Linked DNA regions of Danio rerio: region 2 is linked to region 1. The links are chromatin contacts, called in public HiChIP or PLAC-seq maps. All regions are on one chromosome and are shown on one strand. The core of a region is the stretch at or near the end of the contact, and the rest is flanking DNA. Distances in the headings are between cores, read along the strand shown.

Evidence for each region. HiChIP or PLAC-seq counts read pairs in DNA pulled down with a chosen protein or histone mark.
Region 2: an H3K4me3 HiChIP or PLAC-seq map of gastrula embryo shows a contact between it and region 1, with 2.8 times the contacts expected there. The contact joins the promoter of ccnd3 here to the promoter of celsr2 in region 1. A contact is called at or near these places in 2 of 18 Hi-C or Micro-C datasets (caudal fin and hematopoietic stem cells) and 1 of 4 datasets of contacts at active chromatin or transcription factors (gastrula embryo).

Annotation. Positions count from the first base shown.
Region 1 is chr22:425,242-429,122 of GRCz12tu, reverse strand. celsr2 (cadherin, EGF LAG seven-pass G-type receptor 2) reads right to left here and starts at 2,122. Exons shown (of 32, transcript NM_001080577.1): 1 at 1-2,122. The coding sequence starts at 2,122.
Region 2 is chr22:562,755-566,635 of GRCz12tu, reverse strand. It overlaps ccnd3 (cyclin D3), which reads left to right and starts at 1,905. Exons shown (of 5, transcript NM_001006017.1): 1 at 1,905-2,280. The coding sequence starts at 2,059.

The DNA.
Region 1 (3,881 bases), core at 873-3,372:
AGATCTGATACGTCACCACGCTGTTAATATCCTGATCGACTGCGGACACTGTGACCACACTTGTTCCGACAGCGGCGTCTTCATTCAGACGCATGTAGTAGGCCTTCTGTGTGAACTCAGGGTTGTTGTCATTGACGTCTAGAATGGTCATGCTAATGCTAGCAGATGAAGACATGGCTGGCGCTCCGTGATCTCGCGCTTCCACTCCGAAGTTATAAAAGTCCACAGTTTCCCTGTCCAGTTCTGCAGCTACGACGATCCAGCCGGTGCTGTTGTTGATGGTAAACGGGAAGTTGGCCGTGGTCTCTGTGAGGCGATATTCCAAGCGTGAATTATCTCCAGCGTCAGCGTCTACGGCCTGAATGTGGATGACAGAATATCCCACAGGAACGTTCTCCAACACTGTCGCCTGGAACGGAGTGCTGACAAATATCGGTGCATTATCGTTAATGTCCAGCACCTGCACTGTGACGAGGCCGCTGATGTTGGAGAGCGGAGGCCGCCCGCCATCTTGTGCACGAATGCGAAGTGTATACTCTTTATTCATCTCATAGTCCAGCTGGCTCACCAGGTCCAGCTTACCTGTCTGAGCGTCGATGTAGAACTGACCCCTCGTGTTCCCGCTCATGATGCTGAAATGAACCACGGCGTTATTTCCGCGGTCCTGGTCAGTCGCTGTAACCTGAAGGATCTCGGTGTTAGGTGTCAGGTCTTCGGGAACCTGAACGATGTAGCGTTTTTCACTGAACTGTGGCGCATTGTCATTGTCGTCCTCCACGACGATGTGGACCGTTGCTGTAGCGCTGCGAGGGCCTGGATCTCGTCCCTGATCGTTCGCTTCAACCATCAGCATGTAGGAGTCGACCGTTTCACGGTCCACCAGGCCTCGTGTGCGTATAACCCCAGAGCGGGAATCAATCTCAAACACGTCATTGGTCCCGTTGCTGTTCAGCAAGTGATAAAGGATGTTTCCGTTGATGGGAGCATCGCCATCTGTTGCACGTACAGTCAGGACCTCGTAACCGATCTCCAGGTTTTCTCGTACGCTCTCTTTATAGTCCTGTTGCTCAAAGGCAGGGTCGTGATCATTTGTGTCGCTGACTGTTACGGTGAGGGTGGCCATAGCCGTACGCCGCGGTGTTCCATGATCCACTGCCGTGACCCTGAACACGTGTGTGTCTTTTGTTTCTCTGTCTAATATCTCCACAGTGGACACGACTCCACTCGCTGGGTCAACAGCAAAGAGATTGTTGGACCGACTATCAAACAGGGCCTCTAAGACATATTCCAGCCTACCGGCTTCACCCTCATCCGGGTCAACTGCTTTTAAAACAACAACAAAAGTCCCAGCTGGCTGATTCTCTGGAACAGACACCTGATACATCGGCGGGTGAAACTGAGGGTTATTGTTGACATTCCTCCTCCTCCTGCTCAGCAGCCCAGAGTTTGAGCGCGCGGCCAGTCTGAGTACCTTGCTCAGGTGAGTTTGTGTGAACGGGCCGCGGCCCACACGCCAGTGCGCATGCGCAGCGCCCGCGCGCCCCCCGCAGCGCATCTGAAACTCCAGCAAAGAGTCGCGGGTGAAACAGAGCCGAGCGGAAGTAAACAGAGATCCGTCGGACATGTAAAACGCTGAAGTCCTGGTTACATTGCAGCGCGCCGGGTTCCCCGGTAACACATCAAACACCCGGAAAACTGCGCTGTGCGCCTCGCGGCACTCTGAAGACTCAGTCAAACTAATAATTTCCACATCCAACTTGTTTTCCCGTTTGCGCGTGCTCGCGCAGTTCTTTCCATGAACGTGCACATCATACCGGCTGGTTACAAGGTGTCTGAAACCCGACGCGTCCTTACAGTCCACGACCGCGTACACGCTGAACGGGTTCGAAAGAACCGAATCGCAGTTCGGAGCGTTCGAGAGAGTCAGCACACCCGCGTCCGGGCGCAGGAAAGTCTCCGCGAAGCGCGGCAGGAGGAGCTGGTCCAGCGCGCAGGAGCCCCGCTGCAGCTCGGCGATCGCGGTGCCCGGTCCCGCATCCTCACTCACATGCACGGAGAAACAGTCCACGAGCCCCGCGAGCTCAAAACACCCGAAAACAAAGAGCAACAAATCCCCCTTCATCGCTCCTCGCTGCTGCTCCGCGGAGAATGAATTAAATCCAGTTTTTCCCCTCAAACTTGGCGTGCGGAGTCTCCATGCTGATCCACGCACTGCGGTCACGCGCACACACACTCACTCACTCACTCACACACACCTCCAAAGAAACAGCGAGTCCGGGGAGGGGGATCATTAACATAAACCTGATTCACACACACAGAAAAAAAGGAGGGGGGGGGGGGGTGCTGGTGGGGGGTGTCCTGTGGATGCAGTTGGGGGCAGATCTTAAAAGGGCAACTGCCCCACACAAACACACACTCTATCTGTCTCTCTCTTACACACACACACACACACACACACACACACACACACACACACACACACACACACACACACACACACACATCTGCCTTTCTGTGAAGCAGCCCTGAAGTTGCTGATTTATAAGTGATCAGTGAATGTCGGAGTAAACGGAAACCCTGAATATTCAGCGGGCTGTCAGATAAACAGTGGCTTGTTTTATTTCACTGATAGATTGACTGTAATCTCTGCTCATTCACCCTGTTAAAGGTGCAAAAGATCAAATCTCAAAATCACACTGGGATAAAATGTTAAAATATGACATTAAATTGTAGAAAATAACGTTATTATAAAGCGATTTAATCTATAATAAAACTTACCTTGATGTGGGCAGTTGCCAAACAAATATTTGTTGATTTCCTTATTTTCACTCACGTTGACACTAAAATGACCCTTAATAAACTCGAGCAAAATTTTTGTTTTGGGCTTCAGTTCTGTGTTGTGCGTGTGAGTTTTGTGTGTGTGTTTTGTGTGTGTGTGTGTGTGTGTGATATGCTAATTATGACAGCAGTTTCAGTCATGTGTAAATGATTTCAAAACTCCCAACTGTTTTCTTTTGGCGCCTTCTGCTGTCTGGAGCGTGTCTGCGCATGTCCGCCTCCCCTCAGAAGGCTCGCTGTAGTTTTGAATGAAGCTTTCTACACATTTAATAATTGAGTTTACTCGCTTTGCAATAGTGCTGAAAAACTTTTGCATATTTTATCTGAGTTATATGGTTATCTTTTTTTAAGCCCACTATAGCTTACACCAATGTATGTACTTGAGTTGTTTGATGTTATTTTGGCGCCTTCTGCTGTCTCGGTCGCGTCAGCGCATGCCCGCCAGCATTAGCTCACAGAAAGCTCGTTTTAGTTATGAATAATGAGTGGTTTTCTGTGGGGTATAATATTTCACCACAGCGCGTTTAGTATGAAAAGGCTCGCCCTGAGGCTTCTCCATCAGTTGCTGCACCTGCTCTGGAAAACTGAGCAGCTTCAGACCGCCGCTGGAGGCCGCTGTTCTACTGGAGGTATACCGAAAACACGGACTAGGGGTATCTCCGTATTTCTTCTGAACCTCTTACGTTTTATTTGACAATAAATTACCGATGGATTTCGTGATGTATACCCAAAGTGTTTTACTTTACGTACCTTTTATAAAAACAATCTAACCTGCCTAGCAACGCCTCAGAAGAATTCCCGCTCTTTTTTGAAGCAAACCGTCACTGAAAATCCAACTGAAATAACGAGTAGATCAAATTTCAGACATTAAAGTGAACTTATGAACTTTTAAATAAGCGTTAACAAGCCTCAGACATGTAGTCTAAACATTAACTAAAGAAATGATTAGGTTTAATCTATTTTAAGATGTGGAAGACTGAATAAGGTAAGTTTCTTCTTCCACTAATCCCTAATAAATGTGTTCCATGAGGATATTCCATTAA
Region 2 (3,881 bases), core at 656-3,155, 140 kb before region 1:
AAACAAAGAGCACTGGTCACTCACTTACCAAATCTGTAGAGACAGGACAATCACCAGCAACTAGAGCCGCGTCTTTATTAAGAGGAGACGAGCAGCGAATCCGGATCTCAGCGTTTGCAGATGAGAACAGCTCTCAGGTAAACAATAATCCTCCTTAGACACGTAAGTTATTGTTGTGGAGCGTCGCGTACACTGTAATCCACACGTGAGTCTGAGCTCTCACATAGAGAAAATGAAAACAAAACTTCACTGCAGCAAACTATAAAAGCAACACTTCACGCTTGTTTTGCCAACACAACGTAGCGTCTCTGTCGTCTAAACACTGTGACGGTAATGAATATTAATGAAGTTGCACAATAGAGCGCGCTGATTGGTTTGAACCAAGCCTTACTCATGCATTAATGCATCACACTGTAAGACGTAATAAGACACACTCTGGCACAGGCGTCCAGTCTGCACGCTGGAATACACGCTATTATCTCATGACCGTGACGCAGCTTCAAAAATTCGTTTCAAACCGGAAGTACCAATTTGCCTGAAATAACGCAAAAACAACCAATTTACACTTTTTAGTGAGATATAGGTGTCCTAATAGTGTTTATGGTAGTGTGGGACACATATACGACTGTCAACAGCTCAAAACATGTGCTCTGGTGTTTCGTGACCCTTTAAAAACGCAAACACTACTGTGTTTAAAAATTATGTGACAACATTATATTATTTTTAAAGAGGTTAAAGCAGGGACGTCGCCAGACCCCATTCACAAGTGCCCCAGTAAATGATACGATTTACTTTATATGCAGGTGTATTTATCAAGAGTGGTAAACCCGGAATAGAGACGTTATTCTCTATGTGCAATCGAACTAACACTGGTGAAAGTAATGTCGTTTAATCAAAAAGCGAACTGATGCATGCGTGCTGAAAACCCTACTTGCGTGCTCCACACACATCTCCTTGCTCTGCGAGTCCCGGATGTTGACATGTATGCTGAAAGTATTCGCCGCTCATGCGTTGTGAAACCGGCATCACAGCCGTCAATGCAGAGTTGTCGGCACGCTGTGAGTTTTGCAAGTCGACAAAACTAAAGTTTAAATGGTAATCTGATGACGATGATCCTATTTTAACAGCATGGCTCTTGATAGATATTTTTTTCACATGAAGCAGAAAGGAGGGATGATGAAACTTACTAAACCTGATGTGTCGAGAGACAACATAATTCTGTAAAACGTATTTTTTGTATTGTATAGTATTTCATTCTACTAAAATTAATATTCATACAAATATTTTTTAAATGATCTTAGCATATCTCTCCAGTTTTGTCTTTACCATTTTTTCCAGCTATTAATGATTGATTTCTTTTAATAATTTTGAATAATAATTGTATTATAATAATAACATGTATTTAATAGATACGTTTATTCATAATTATCAAATATTTTTTGTATTATTAAATAAAATTAAATAAAACGATATGGGTGTGTTTGAGGGGGCCGTGCCCCAGTAGTGTTGTCTTGCAATTAACAACAACTGGAGGAATTCATTATTGGTAAAAACACATCTGTACAAGTGTATTTTTCTCATTTGTAATAATCCTGAAGTGAACGTGATAATTTTATTTATTTGACCATCTCACCCAACAAACTAAACTTTTCCACGAGGATTGTTTTTTATCTAGGACCTCTTTGTAGTTTTGTCTTTTTTTATTATTTTTTGTTAAACTAACTTAATTTTATCAGAAATGAGTTTTATTAATTTTTATTAATTATGAGGACAAACAGTTCAGAATTAATAAGAAAAGACAGATGTAGTAACAAAATAAATTACGTAAATTAATTTTAATTAAGGCGCGAAGTGACGTCACATGGTTCGTTCGGACTCTCGTGAGCGCGGGCACGAGGCTCGCTTCTGCTCGCGACGATGCGTCGCTGAATTACCAATAAAACATGCAAATCCACGTATGAATTCCGGTTAACGTGGTGTAACAGAGTGTAAGTGTGTTGAGCGCTAATTGAACACAACCTCGCGTCGCACTTGTGACTGACTGTGGAGTATTTGGTGATGGAGTTGTTCTGTCACGAGCGCGCCGATCTGAACTCGAGTTCCCCGGTGAAGAGCGCGCCGATTCGGGCCTTCAGAGACGCGGTTCTAACCCGGGACACCCGAGTCCTACAGAACCTGCTGAGCCTGGAGAAGCCGAACATCAGCGGAAAACACATAGCCGGCGCCGAGAGCGAAGAGCTGCTGCGCATGCGCAAGATCCTCACCGGCTGGATGCTGCAGGTGAGAACAGCGTTTAAAGGGACAGTTCACCCAAAAAATTAGAAGTATACTGTTTTGTGAAGAATATAAATCATTTAAGTGCGTAACAGAAGAGTTTGCAAACTTTGAGACAAACTACTTCCTCATTAATGGACCGTTATGTTGCTGTTATGAGACGTGTTAAACATGTCTCTATAGAAGTTCACGTTGTTGCTGTAGATGAAATATAACACAGACAACATGATTTAAATATGTTCCAGTTGGCTAAATACTAATTATTAGTCATAATTAATCAATCACTTCATCGTCATCACTTGACGAGTTGACGGTTGATCTTGTGCGTCCGCCATCTTTGTAGTTTGTTTACACTTTTACATTTGTAGTTCTAATCAAATGCACGTCTAATGTACAATATATTATGGGTAAAACTAGTGGTTTGAGTACAGAAGCTTCTACGTTTCACACTTTGGAAATAGTAGTAATGCTATCCTACTAATGCTATCTTTGAATGCTGTTTAGAAAGGATGGTATGGGAATTGGGACGCAGCACTAATCGATAGCCGTGACTCCTGACGACTGAGCTCTTGTGAAGTGAATCGATCGCTCCGAATAAGAAACTGAACATTACTGACAATATTATTTTGCTTTAATACACAGCCTGCTCAAACAGATCTCGGTAAATGTAGTCCGGTCACTTTATTGACATTAGTGGGTGATGCAATCCAACAGTATCTGGATGCAGCCTTTATGACTCAAGCTGAGATTGCATTACTCAGAGATGCAATGTCAGACACAATGCACTCAATGGAGCTAGTGACGTCACTGTGAGGGTGGGGTTAGGTAAGCGATTTAAAAAGCATTGGCTGCAGCTCAGATTGCATCTGCACCAGGTCTGCATCCAGACCCCTCTCACGCAATCGCCAGAATCTATCAACAAACTGCGCAAAACTGGAATATGGCAGAAAACATTTGTGAAAAGTTAGCGTTGGGCAAAGATTTATCGTGATGATTCATATCTAAGATAAAAATTAGATTTGACTTAATGTATACTGTGTGTATTTATTATGTATATATAGATACACACATGCATGTGTATATTTGAGAAAAGGTTTATCTATATTTAGAGATGTAGTATACAATCACCGGCCACTTTATTAGGTACACCTTACTAGTAAGGGGGTTTTGCCTTCAGATCTGCTTTAATCCTTGGTGTCGTAGATTCAACAAGCTGCTGGAGATATTCCTCAGAGGTTTTGCTCCATATTGTCATGATAGCATCACACAGTTGCTGCAGATGTGTCGGCTGCACATCCATGATGCCAATCTCCCGTTCCACCACATCCCAAAGCTGCTCTATTGGATTGAGCTCTGGTGACTGTGGAGGCCATTTGAGTGCAGTAAACTCATCGTCATGTTCACCAGTCTGAGATGATTGAGCTTTATGACATGCTGCGTTATCCTGCTGGAAGTAGCCATCAGAAGATGGAGACACTGTGCTCATAAAGGGATGGACATGGTCAGCAGCAATACTCAGGTAGGCTGTGGCGTTGATGCTCAATTGGTACTAATGGACCCAAAGAAAATCTCCCCCACACCATTACACCACCACCACCAGCCTGAAC